3 separate regions of the Gossypium hirsutum genome follow, and all the other regions are linked to region 3. The links are chromatin contacts, called in public Hi-C maps. All regions are on one chromosome and are shown on one strand. The core of a region is the stretch at or near the end of the contact, and the rest is flanking DNA. Distances in the headings are between cores, read along the strand shown. Region 1 holds the start of LOC107949701 (calmodulin-binding protein 60 A). Region 2 holds the start of LOC107949714 (probable Ufm1-specific protease). Region 3 holds the start of LOC107949707 (26S proteasome non-ATPase regulatory subunit 6 homolog).

Region 1 (4,025 bases), core at 355-2,854, 280 kb after region 3:
GAAGTGGAGATGTAAGGATCAATGAGATTCTCCATTCTCAACTTCTCCTTATAAAGTGTCCATCTATTTCAATATGTTTGGCTCTATCACGTTGAACTGGATTGTGGGTGATACTAATAGCCAACTTGTTGTCACAATACAACCTCATTGACTCATTCCATTTAACCTTAAGATCATCCAAGATGATCTTTATCCACAAGAGTTCACAAATGCGTTGGGTCATAACCCTAAACTCTGCCCCTGCACTTGATCTTGCCACCACTGTCTGTTCTTTTATTCTTCCATGTCACTAAGTTCCCAAAAGGTAGAGTACAATACCTGGTAGGCGATATACTATCAGTGACATCCAACATTTATATATAGGCCCCTTTGGTGTGCTCCCTTAAGGACTGAAAACTTTGGCTTAATTCCCCATTGTTGGGTAATAAGTTTAGGCCTTCCAATTATAAGGAAAGCCTTAAGGAAAAAACTGCAACATGCAAATGTCAGCGCTGTATGTGTAACCGTATCCAAAATTTTTTACTCCCGTGTCCAAGCAGCGTGGACTATAATAACTGCTAAACTAAACCTCATTAAGCATAGGACACGGTAATTTATGATTTCAACTCTTGAGAAAGGCAAGCTCACTAATACTCTCTTTTACCATGTAAATAAAAATCTACACCTATTATATGCAGGAAAATGATAAATAATGTAGGAGCACTTTTGAAATAACATGATTAAAGAAAGAAACATACCACCCTACGAATTAATGGCTCCAAAACTGGCTCCAGCAAATGCTGGACTGATTGCAACTTCATCACCTCCTGAACCACACTACCATCGTTTACAAACAGATTAGCAACCAGAAGAAACACTATAAAAATAATGCATAATATTAGATGGATTATATTACCAATTCATCACAACACATGGATAGGTGTAAGTGAGGTTCAACCAAATGCCTAATTCAGTTATTTTAATTGGTTACAATATCAGCCAACAACTTTACTAAGAAATAAACTCAGTACAAATATTCACTCATTTAAACTTAAATATACCTAACAAGAAAACCCCAAATTATGCATCAATAAGGGAAAAAAGAAGAATGAAATTAAGGTAAGAAAGGAAAGGCGTGTACTTTCTCAATGTAGGAACCCTTCTCCGTTTATCCTGATCAGGAGTAAAGGCTTCTGAGGGTCGACCCTTAGTACTATCTTCTTGGGGTCTCTTATGAGACATTGTTAAAACTATTAACTCCAACAATGAAAACACCCCCAGAAGCTAAGCTGTTTGGATGGTGATGAGGTTCATTCACAAACACTAAAGAACCCAACATGCGGCACTTCAATTGAAAAGGAAACCAGCAGGAGGAGATACTATTTATTTATTCATTCATCAGTAAATGATAATCAAAGAGTAAATCCAAAAGTGGAAAAAAAGAAGAAGCAAGAGTTAAAACCCTTTTTCCCATCCCACTTTCCTACCCATTGTCTGAATTTGGCTGTGTCTGGGATGCTTCTTCACCCTGAATCTCTTTCATGATCCTGTATTGGCCCTTTCTCTCTCTCTCTCTCTCTCTCGTCTGAGTTTAACACTTTAACTGCTTGGGTAGGTGGTTGTGTTTCTGTGTTGTGTGTTTATATGTAACCAAAGGATATCCGTCTGAATGTGGGACCCCACTGACCCCGTTTTGGAACTAAACAAATCTATAAACATGATGTGCTGTCCTTTCTCTTTTTACTAGGGAATTATTGGAAGAAAGGAAATTTGATTTTCCTAAATTATCTATTAAATTTTAAATTAGCCTCGAGACTTAAAAAATTATTTTCTTTTTCTATTAGCTTGTTTAACATAATTGATTTTAATTTGTTTATTTATTCTTCCTATTTCATATATAGGTTAAATAGGCAATATATGTGGTTTTTTAATTGATTAAATAGGTCGTTTTTTTAAGATTTAGGAAAATAGGTCAATTTTGAAGACTGTTTGTGAAAGCGCGCCTAGCAAGACACGTTTACACACACTCTCCTCAGCCATCAATTTTTTTTATGATTTTTTAGGGTTAAGGTTGGTATTAAGGTTAGATTTTTTTGTTTAAGAATTAGGGTTTTTATTGGGTTTAAGGTTTTGAGAGTGAAACTGTGAAAGTTTATAGGTAGATTTGAAAGATTGGGGATACAAAAACGTATCTCAAAACACATACACTTCATATGTCATGTCAGGATAGGACCATTACCTAAGAAATTCATCTTATATAAGTCAGCTTTCAGGGTGACAATGCTTGATACAATCACGGGTTGAAGTCTAAGTGGAGGTCCTAGTCAACGGTCGTTATGCGGTCACAGGTTTGAGTATAACTGGGGGTCAGTTGGCGGTCGTTATGCAGTCACGAGTTCAAGCTTTTTGGATACCCGCAAATGATGCCTTATATATACCATACATAAGATTGATGCCATAATCATAGGAAAAAATGAAGGGCTTTTCGATGTAATCAATGTAATTTTTTTCTCTATTTCCAAGCAGTTGATATCTTTAACCTTTCATTCTTATCTGAGGGTTGGCATCGAGGTTGACACAAGAGGGCTCTCAAGCGAAAAACGAATGTTCAGGTGGAGTAAAAGTCAAACTTGAGTCGGTGCTACAACAGTTGTAGTTATTAATGATTTTTTACTAACTAAAAAGAGCATCACCTTTACTCCATCGAAATAGTCATTGCCCGCCGAAGAGTCCTCCTACGTCCACGACAATGCTGACCTTCTTCTAAGAAGGAAGGTTAAAGATATCGACTGCATGGAAATGGAGAAAAAAAATTGCGCCGATTATAGCGGGAAGCCCCACAGTTTTTCCTTATGGTTATGTCTTTAAAATTTTGTATGGTATTTATAAGGCAAAATCTTCGGGTGTCTAAAAAGTTTGAGCTCGTGCCCACATAACAACTGTTAAGTGGCTCCCCAGTTATACTCTGACCCGTGACCATATAAAGCATCGTCACCCCGGAACCTGACTTCCACAGGATAGGTTTCTGAGGTAATAGTCTCATCTTGGCAGGATATATGAAATGTGTGTCTCGGAACAATATCACATCACCGAAACTCAAGAATACCTCAAATAGGAATAAATATTATTGACGAAAATTTTGACCACTAAAGTAGGGAAGAAAACTGAGAGAGAGAAATATTTTAAAGTGGAAGGATGATGGTTGAGAAAGATGATGGTTAGGTATGATGGAGTATGAAAGGAGAGACCCTTTTTATAGGCGCGGGGGAGGGGTGAGATTGAAAAGGAAAAAACAACTTATGGTTGAAAACACGTCATAGAAGAGGCGTTTTCATCGAATATTTGAATGATGTGCCTCAAATCTTACCCAAGATTCCAAGGATCAAGGCACTTTGGCAGGCTTTGAATGGTGGCAGATAGAAAGCGAGTTCATCTAGCAAGCTTTTTGGCTGCCACTACGTTTTCAAGCACGCGTATGTTCAAATTGATTATGCTGAAACACATTTTCAAGCACAGAAGATCCTTTCATTATTATTATTCGATGAAAATGTGTTTTGAAGCGCGCCTTCCCTCTCTCTTTGTTCTTTTTTGTTATTAAACTACCGAAGTATTCAGTACTTAGACACAAGCAAATTAGTTCTTTTTTTTAAGAGTTGCATTGCGAGTGTCGTCTACATTTCTTTGGATAACCATCTGAAGATTTTTTGTTCTAAATATTTAATTTTTAAAAAAATGAAATGAGTTGACAAGTGAAATCTGTAATTTATTATAACAGTCAAATTTTCAATACAGACGTCGGGATTGTATTTGTAAGAGCCCAGTCCGTGGAATTGACTTTCAACTGTACCAATCAATTACGTGAGCTACAGACTAGAATCAAGAGGAAAACCGAGGGCTCAAGTTAGGGAAGAATTTCGAGCTTGAAATATAGATATCTGGCATTAGTGGACCCTTTTAAATATGAGCCATTTGATGTTAAAGGCGAGTTAGAGCCGGAGGCGATCATAAATTCGCATTACTCAAGTGGAAATGCTACAATAGAGTTA
Region 2 (3,896 bases), core at 1,290-3,789, 260 kb before region 3:
ACTAATTAATGATGTTCGGTTCACATAGTAGCCTGCACATAGTACTATCAATGTGACCATTACCATCCGATACACGTAGTAGCCTGCACATAGTACTACACACGTGATCGAAACTATCCGGTACGCATAGTAGCCTGTACATAGCACTACACATGCGACCTATCATTTCGGTACACGTAGTAGCCTGCACATAGTACTACACACGTGACCGTCACTTTCACTTTTACATAGTGGCCCAACACAATCCGTGCCACACATGTGATCATTTCTGTCACTTCATTCGTATCCCTTTTTATTCCAAAGGTTCATTCGGGAGTTTTTCATTTTTTCTCACTTTTCTTTTTATCAATCAAAATCAATTTCAATTTCTCGTCTTTCTTGATTTATAACAATACATTTAACTTATATAACATTCACACTATTCATTCCAGTCCAAAAATATACTTTGGCAAAATTACATTTTTTCCCCTAAAGTTTCACAAAATTATGATTTTGCCCATAGGCTCGTAAATTAATTTTTATTCAATTTACTTGCATTTTAGGCCTAGCTGAACCATTTTCACAACTATAGCAATCCACAATACTCACTTATTCACACACTTGTGACTTATTTTATAACTTTTACAAATTAATCATTTTAGGCATTTTCATCGAAAATTACTTAGTACAAATCGTTTATCACACTCTAAACATTCATATTCTTCCATAAAACATCAAAATACATGCATATCATTTATGGGTAAATTTTTAAACACAAACCCTAGTTCAAAACAATGGTAAAAATAGGTAAATCTTGTTACGAGGATTTCAAAAACGTAAAAATCATTAAAAACGGGGATAGAACGGACTTAGAATCGAGCTTGGAAGCTTGAAAAACCCTAGCCATGGTTTCTCCATGCAATTTTCGGCCTAGGGGGTTGAAGATGGACAAAAATTGGCTTTTAATTTTGTTTTAAATTCATTTTAATAACTAAATGACCAAAATACCCTTAATGAAAAACTTTGGAAACATGCCTAACCATACCCATTTTTGTCCACCAACTTAACCAATGGTCTAATTACCATATAAGGACCTCAAATTTAAAATTTCATAACAATTGGACACCTCTAACATATAGAATTCAACTTTTGCATTTTTTACAATTTAGTCCTTTTGACTAAATTGAGTGCCCAAACGTCAAAATTTTCGAACGAAATTTTCACGAAATCATTTTGTGAAATCGTTGACCATAAAAATATAATGAAAATAAATTTTTTTCTCGTCGAATTGGTGGTCCCGAATCCACTATTCCGACTAGCCCTAAATTCGGGCTGTTACATGTTTTAGTGCAAATACATTGTAAACAATTTGTTTATGTTAAATTTGTAGCTAAACTTTCAAGGGGAAAATTTTAGTGGAGAGAGTGATATTAGATAATGCATAGGAGTGAAGTTATAACTTGGTGAATGAGTTAAACTTAAATCATATCTTGTATTATTGATTGGTAGTAGATTACTTTTGAGAAAGGCCCTTAGACATAGAAAAAGGATCCAAACTACATAAAAATTCATCCATATCGTATTTTTTTCCTGTTTAAGTTGTTCATTTAGTTGCAACTTAATGCACAATTGACAAATAATTCAAGATTAACAATTGATATCAAAGTTAGAAAGTTGACGTATTAGGTGAAAGATCTTGCTGTTGAATTGCTTAAAGATGGAAGGTAACTTAATTTTGAGACCTTTTATGCTTTATGGCTTCAATTATGCCAATTAGAAAGCTCGGATGAGGGACTTTGTCAAGTTTTTAGATGAGAAAGTTTGGAAGGTTGTGTTAACTGGTTGAGAGCCTTCTACAACTAATGTTAGTGGTGTGAAAACTTACACACCAAAAACAACATGAACTGCAAAGGAAGATAAATTAGCTAATGCAAACCCAAAAGCCCTTAATGGTGTGGATTTTTAGAAATTTAGAAGGATCTCTAAATGCATTATTGCATAAAAAGCTTGGACAATTTTAAAAATTGCACATAAAGGGATTTTCACTATCAAATAGTCCAAACTCCAAATATTAACAATCGAGTTCAAAACTTATATGCTATTTTTAACCAATCATTTTCTTTTGGTGAGGAGTATTTGAATTCGGAGATGGTGCGCAAAGTGTTGAGGTCTCTCTCCAAATGTTTTGCAATTAAACTGACTCTTATAGAGGAGGCCAAAGACATTAATAGAATTAGGATTGATTGCAGACTTTTGATATTTCATGTTTGTAATATTAATGAATTTGAATATCATTTAAATTAACTTATTTTTGAAGTCATAACATTATGTCCAAAATAGACGTGTTAACTTTTTGCAATTACTTATTACAAAACTACTAAAAACATGAAATCTTAAATTAAACCTCTCGAAAGTAATGCTAAACTAACCTTAACCTTTGATTTTATTTATTGATAAAAATTGAATATTATAAAAATAGAATTATTTCTTATTTTATAATTTGTGAAAATAATTAAGGCGGACATCAAATAAATTGATTTTAATCCTATAGTAATGAGACAACTAACCATGAAATGTATTATAGTACCCCGACGGGATGATTAATAAGAGATGAGACGAGTCTCTTTTGGTCAAGAGAGTCGAAGCGGAATCCATAGGGCCGCCCAAACAAGCTGACATCAATTTCTGGAGGGTTTGAAAATTGGATCCATACTAGTCCATGGAGAAGAACACTAGAAGCATACGAATCGAGTGCCCTAAGCTGTTGATCACCCGAAATGAATCGGATCTCCAATGGTTAATCGGATCCCCATTTTTCCCTCCACTCACTATCATCTCCACCTTCAGATGCATCCATTCCAATTCCTCCGGCCCGGATTTCCCCAAGGAATCAGGTAAGCATCAAAACTCCCTTTTGGAAATATCTAAACTTCAATTTTAATTTGATTTCTTTTAACCAAAAGTTCCATCATTTGATTCCGACTGGAACAGAGGAAATCAGGACGCTACTCTTGAAAGGATTCGATGTAATTGGAGCGTTAATTGTTGGAAAATCCGATCCCGAAAAGACAGCGGCGAGGGCTGTTGAAGCTGCTCGGAAATTGAAGAAACTTTTAACTGGAACAACAAAACTGGAAAATGAAGAGACGATCGGAGCTGTTGCTGATCCGGATACTGGGGATATTCGTTTCTTTTTATCAGAGACAGAGAGTTCGACGAACTTCGAGTTGGTTAATCCTGTTTCGTACGGTGATAATCCTGAGAAATTCGTCTGGGAGAGTGGTTGTTTACTACTCTGCCAGCTTCCAATTAAATTGCCTGTCTGTTATCCTGCAAACAAGCCCTCTGGTAGCCTCTTTTCTTTATCACTTTATCTATGTTTAGCTTAAATGTGTGCATTTGGTCATTTTTTATTGTGGTTGAAATTATTAAGTACTACTTCTCTATAATAGTTCAATGCTTGTCGAATCAGCTAAGCCGTTTATGGCAGTTTGAAGTCAATTGATACTGGTGTTTTGTTCAATGCTGAAAACCTGAAATTGTCAAGTATTCCTTAGGATTTTTGGTAATGGAGTATTGGTGATTTTATAGTTGTTGCTTATGGAAAGAGGGATTTTATTAGAGCAGATAATATTAGCAATGTATTTGGGGCTAGTTAAGTGTTTGTCAAATTTTAAAGCCAATTAGAGATGGTGAACTTAGAGGCGACAGTGATTTTTATGTGGATATTCTGTGTGCTATATACAAAAGCTATGTTGCCTTTGACTCTTCTTTTTTTCTTGAAGTACTGGTGTTCGACATCTATGTCTGACACATTCTAACATGGTATGAAAATGACCCTCCAAATATACGTAAAAACTCAAAGTGGAATACACATTTGTCTGGGACATGTACCTGTACCTGAAAGGCTGAAACAC
Region 3 (3,952 bases), core at 595-3,094:
TCAATAACAAACATGTTCAATAAGGAAATAACAATTATCAAGACGATTATTAAATAAAAAAATAAAAAAGTTTATAAAAGTTCTAAAAGTTATAAAGATTACTGTTTTTACATGTTTAGGTTTATTTTGGTCATAAATTCTCAATATAAAAATATTTTAAAAATTAGAAATAAATAATAAAAATGGTAAAAAAGATTATAAATAATTATTAAAAATCTAAAAATTTTAGAAAAGGAAAATGACAATAATTAAAAAGTAGCACATAAAAAGTATTAAAATCATAGCCCTAAATCTAACAGTTAAAAATTTAATTTGTTGTTTATTAATTATGAGTTTCAGATACAAACTCATAGAAGCTAATTTTCTGAAAATATGGTGCCCTCATAAATTTATAAATTGTATGTGGTGTATTTATATTTTGATGAAATTTTTAAAATGTTAATTTTTATACTTAAAAAGTTATTAACAATTTGCTTTTAATAATGTACGTGAACTAAGTTTATAACAATTTACTTTTAAATATGATTGTATAAATGTATTAATGTCCATTTTTTACAAAAAAAAAAATTCAAATCTTTAAATAATAAAAATATTAAGATTAAATTTTAAATTTTATTCGACATATTTTATATTTTTAATAGTTATTTATGTTTGATTATTTTTAAATATTTTTATAATATTTAAAATTTATATTCAAAATGAATCGAAATAAATGATTGCTGAAATTTATTTTAGACATGTAAAAACAATAAATTTTATAATTTTTTAGTATGTTATAATTTTTAATATTTTTATAATCATTTACTATTTTTAATAATTAATTTTACAATATTCAAATTTTTAAGATTTTTTATCTTTAAATATATGCTAGTATGTAAGGGCAACAATTTGCCCACATAACATGTCATGTGGGAGCTTCGTCAGCTACATTAATGCTGTTAACAAAAGGGGTAATTGAGTTTTTTTTTTCCATAAATGCTCAATTGGTTATACCTTTTACACTCCTTTGTCTTTTGCCTAATTTTGTTACTATGAGCTTTAGAAAAAAAAAAGTAAAGTAGAGGTGACTAGACCTGTTCATGGGTCGGGCCGGGCTGGGCCTAGAAAAATTTTGACCCACCTTTTAGGACCGGGCCCAGCCCGGGAAAAAAATAATAAGCTCGAGTCTGGCCCGGCCCGATTTTTAATAAACACAAAAAATATTTTAAAAATAAAAAATAAAAAATAAAAAAAATATTTTTAAAGTATTTAAAAATTAAAAATTAAAAAATAAAAAATAAAAATAAAAATAAATATTTATTATATTCGGGCCGGGCTCGGGCCAAAAAAGTTGAGCCAGAGCCCGGCCCATTTTTTAAACGAGCCTATTTTTTGCCCAAGCCCATATTTCGGGCCTATATTTTTACCCGAACCCTCCCATATTTTGGACGGGCCATTGGGCCGGGCCGGGCCGCCCGGCCCATGGACAGGTCTAGAGGTGACCCGAATATAGTTTTTTTACTGGTTATCTCGTATTAAAAATTTACAAAATAGTGATTCAATTATTTAATTATCTTTTTTTATCACTAAAAAATAAAAATAGCTCAGTGATAAAAATAAATAAAAAAAATAATTGAATAAAAAAAACATAGTTAAGTATCTAGTAATAAAAAAAATTGGTTGGGCTAGGAAGTAGGAAGTAGAGGTGATCATGGGCCGGGTGGCCCGACCCAGCCCAACGGCCCATCTAAAATATGGCAGGATTCGAATAAAAATATAGGCTCGAAATATAAGTTTGGGCAAAAAAAGAATTTTTTATTTTTAAAATTTTAAAATATATTTTTTATTTTTAAAATAAATTTTTAGTGTTCATTTAAAAAATGGGCGGGCCGGACTCGGATGTGAGCCAAAATTTTTGTATCCCAAACCAGATTTATTTTCCTATTTCTCAGTTCCCGAGCTATCTCAAAAGAGAAGCAGGGCTCCTTTCGCTCCAACTCAGTGTTCACTACATCGACTCAGCCATGGACACACAAGATGGAACTCAGCAGTCACAGCAACTCATCCTTGCTCACAACGTCTTCCTCCTCAAGCATCCAGACGTCTCTGACATCGAGAAGGTCCGCCTCAGCGATGAGGTCCTCAACTCGGTCCAATCCAATGGTAACTTCCCAGATTCAACTCTTCTCCTTGCGAGTTAATTATTTCGGTTCTAATTTTACACGATATGCGTTGCTTTTTTTTTTTCGTTGTTGTGGTGGTTTTAGATATGACTTCATATTATGAAACCCTCGTTACTGATAAAGTGTTGGAGCTGGATCAGAGCCTTTTGGAATCGATGCGTGCCAAGAATGAGGAGGAGATTAAGAAGCTTGACGAGAAGTGAGTATTTCTTTTTGCCCCCTTTAATTTTCGTTTCCTGTGTGGTTGCTAGTTAATAAAAAGTTACTTTACCGTAGATTTAGGTTTTCTGGCCTTAATTGTTGATGGGAAGTATATATTTAAGGTTTTTGGTTCACATTGTTGGTTAGGGTTTGTTTAATTCTCAATTGATGAGAATATAATGTGGAACTTTTAGCCTAACGTGTATTGACTGTATCATTTGCTTGGTGATTGGGAACTTTTAGTGGATTGAGTTTTTGGAGAAACAGACAGATTATGAACCACTAAGGGGTTTCAAGAATTGAAACTTTAATCGAGTGTTTTGAGTGTTTGAATTTTAAATTCCTTTTTGTTGCTTTGATATCTTTATGCCTTGCAACTTTTCTTGGTCATTTTTTTATTAGCAGCTGTTATTATGAGAGTTGCTTTATTATGGTTACCTGTTTGGAGTTGTAACATTTACAAGAGGTATGCCCATGAACTACTGTTAATCAAATACAGCTGAGCTAGATAGATAATGAGTTGAATGTTCTTCTTTTACCGCCAAGACCAAAGTTGGTATAATTCATTGTAGTAGCTGAATTATCTCAACTCTCGGGGTCTGTAATAAAAACGAAGTGGGATGAAGTAATCATTGCTAATGTTCCTATTTTTGGTGAATTAAATACACACACTAAAAGCCCCAAGGCAGTACCAACCCAATTACAATGCTGGTTTTATAAAACAATAGATCAACAAATTCTATAGCATTATTTACTTTTAACACTATATACAAAAAATATTTAGATGGATTTGAATCTGTAGCATTTTGTTTTTCTATCTATACAAGAATGTACACTTCCAAGATAATAACTCCTTGTCAGTTGCCTGACAGTCAATCTCTTTCTCCACAGCATTCACAAAATAGTTAGAGGGGAATTGATAGCATTTTTCTATCTATATAAGAATGTACGCCCAGTCAAGATCATAACTCATTCAATTGCTTGAGAGTTTGCATGGTAATATTATTAGGATTTAGAACTAAATGATGTTATCAATTAAAGAGGGAATAATTTTTTGTCAATGATGAATGCTTTAATATAAGAATGATGGAATGGCATTAATTTTCTTCTAAAACTCTCGCATCTAAACTATGTCGCAATATCTTTCAACCACCAGTCTGCCTCTTTAACAAAGGAAAGAAACAATCTTAACATATGAGAGTAATTACTCTTTTCTTATTGAATTATGTTTTAACTCATGTCTGCCTTTTGGCATTGTAGGATTGCTGATGCTGAAGAAAACTTAGGTGAAAGTGAAGTTCGAGAAGCACATTTAACAAAATCCTTATATTACATTCGGATAGGTGAAAAGGTATTTATAATTGTAGTTTATTACTCTTGAAGCTGATGTCAGCTCATCTATTCATGTTTGAGTGCTGTATTTCTCATCTTGACTTGTGTGCCCTCTCAATCTAGGAGAAAGCATTGGAGCAACTGAAGGTGACAGAAAGCAAGACAGTTGCTGTTGGCCAAAAGATGGACTTGGTTTTCTATACTTTGCAAATTGGCTTGTTCTATATGGATTTTGATCTTATTTCCAAGAGCATTGA

The links. A called contact is a pair of places that touch in the nucleus more often than the background predicts.
Region 1: a Hi-C map of hypocotyl shows a contact between it and region 3, with 5 times the contacts expected there. The contact joins the promoter of LOC107949701 here to the promoter of LOC107949707 in region 3. A contact is called at or near these places in 19 of 34 Hi-C or Micro-C datasets (anther, callus, fibers and 4 more).
Region 2: a contact with region 3 is called in a Hi-C map of leaf, with 2.4 times the contacts expected there. The contact joins the promoter of LOC107949714 here to the promoter of LOC107949707 in region 3. A contact is called at or near these places in 2 of 34 Hi-C or Micro-C datasets (leaf and petal).

The regions. Positions count from the first base shown.
Region 1 is chrD03:41,765,157-41,769,181 of Gossypium_hirsutum_v2.1, forward strand. LOC107949701 (calmodulin-binding protein 60 A) reads right to left here and starts at 1,605. Exons shown (of 7, transcript XM_016884434.1): 1 at 1,467-1,605; 2 at 738-816. The coding sequence starts at 1,522.
Region 2 is chrD03:41,225,329-41,229,224 of Gossypium_hirsutum_v2.1, forward strand. LOC107949714 (probable Ufm1-specific protease) reads left to right here and starts at 2,540. Exons shown (of 14, transcript XM_041090126.1): 1 at 2,540-2,873; 2 at 2,971-3,327. The coding sequence starts at 2,699.
Region 3 is chrD03:41,482,258-41,486,209 of Gossypium_hirsutum_v2.1, forward strand. It overlaps LOC107949707 (26S proteasome non-ATPase regulatory subunit 6 homolog), which reads left to right and starts at 1,845. Exons shown (of 8, transcript XM_016884446.2): 1 at 1,845-2,142; 2 at 2,247-2,361; 3 at 3,624-3,714; 4 at 3,819-3,952. The coding sequence starts at 1,860.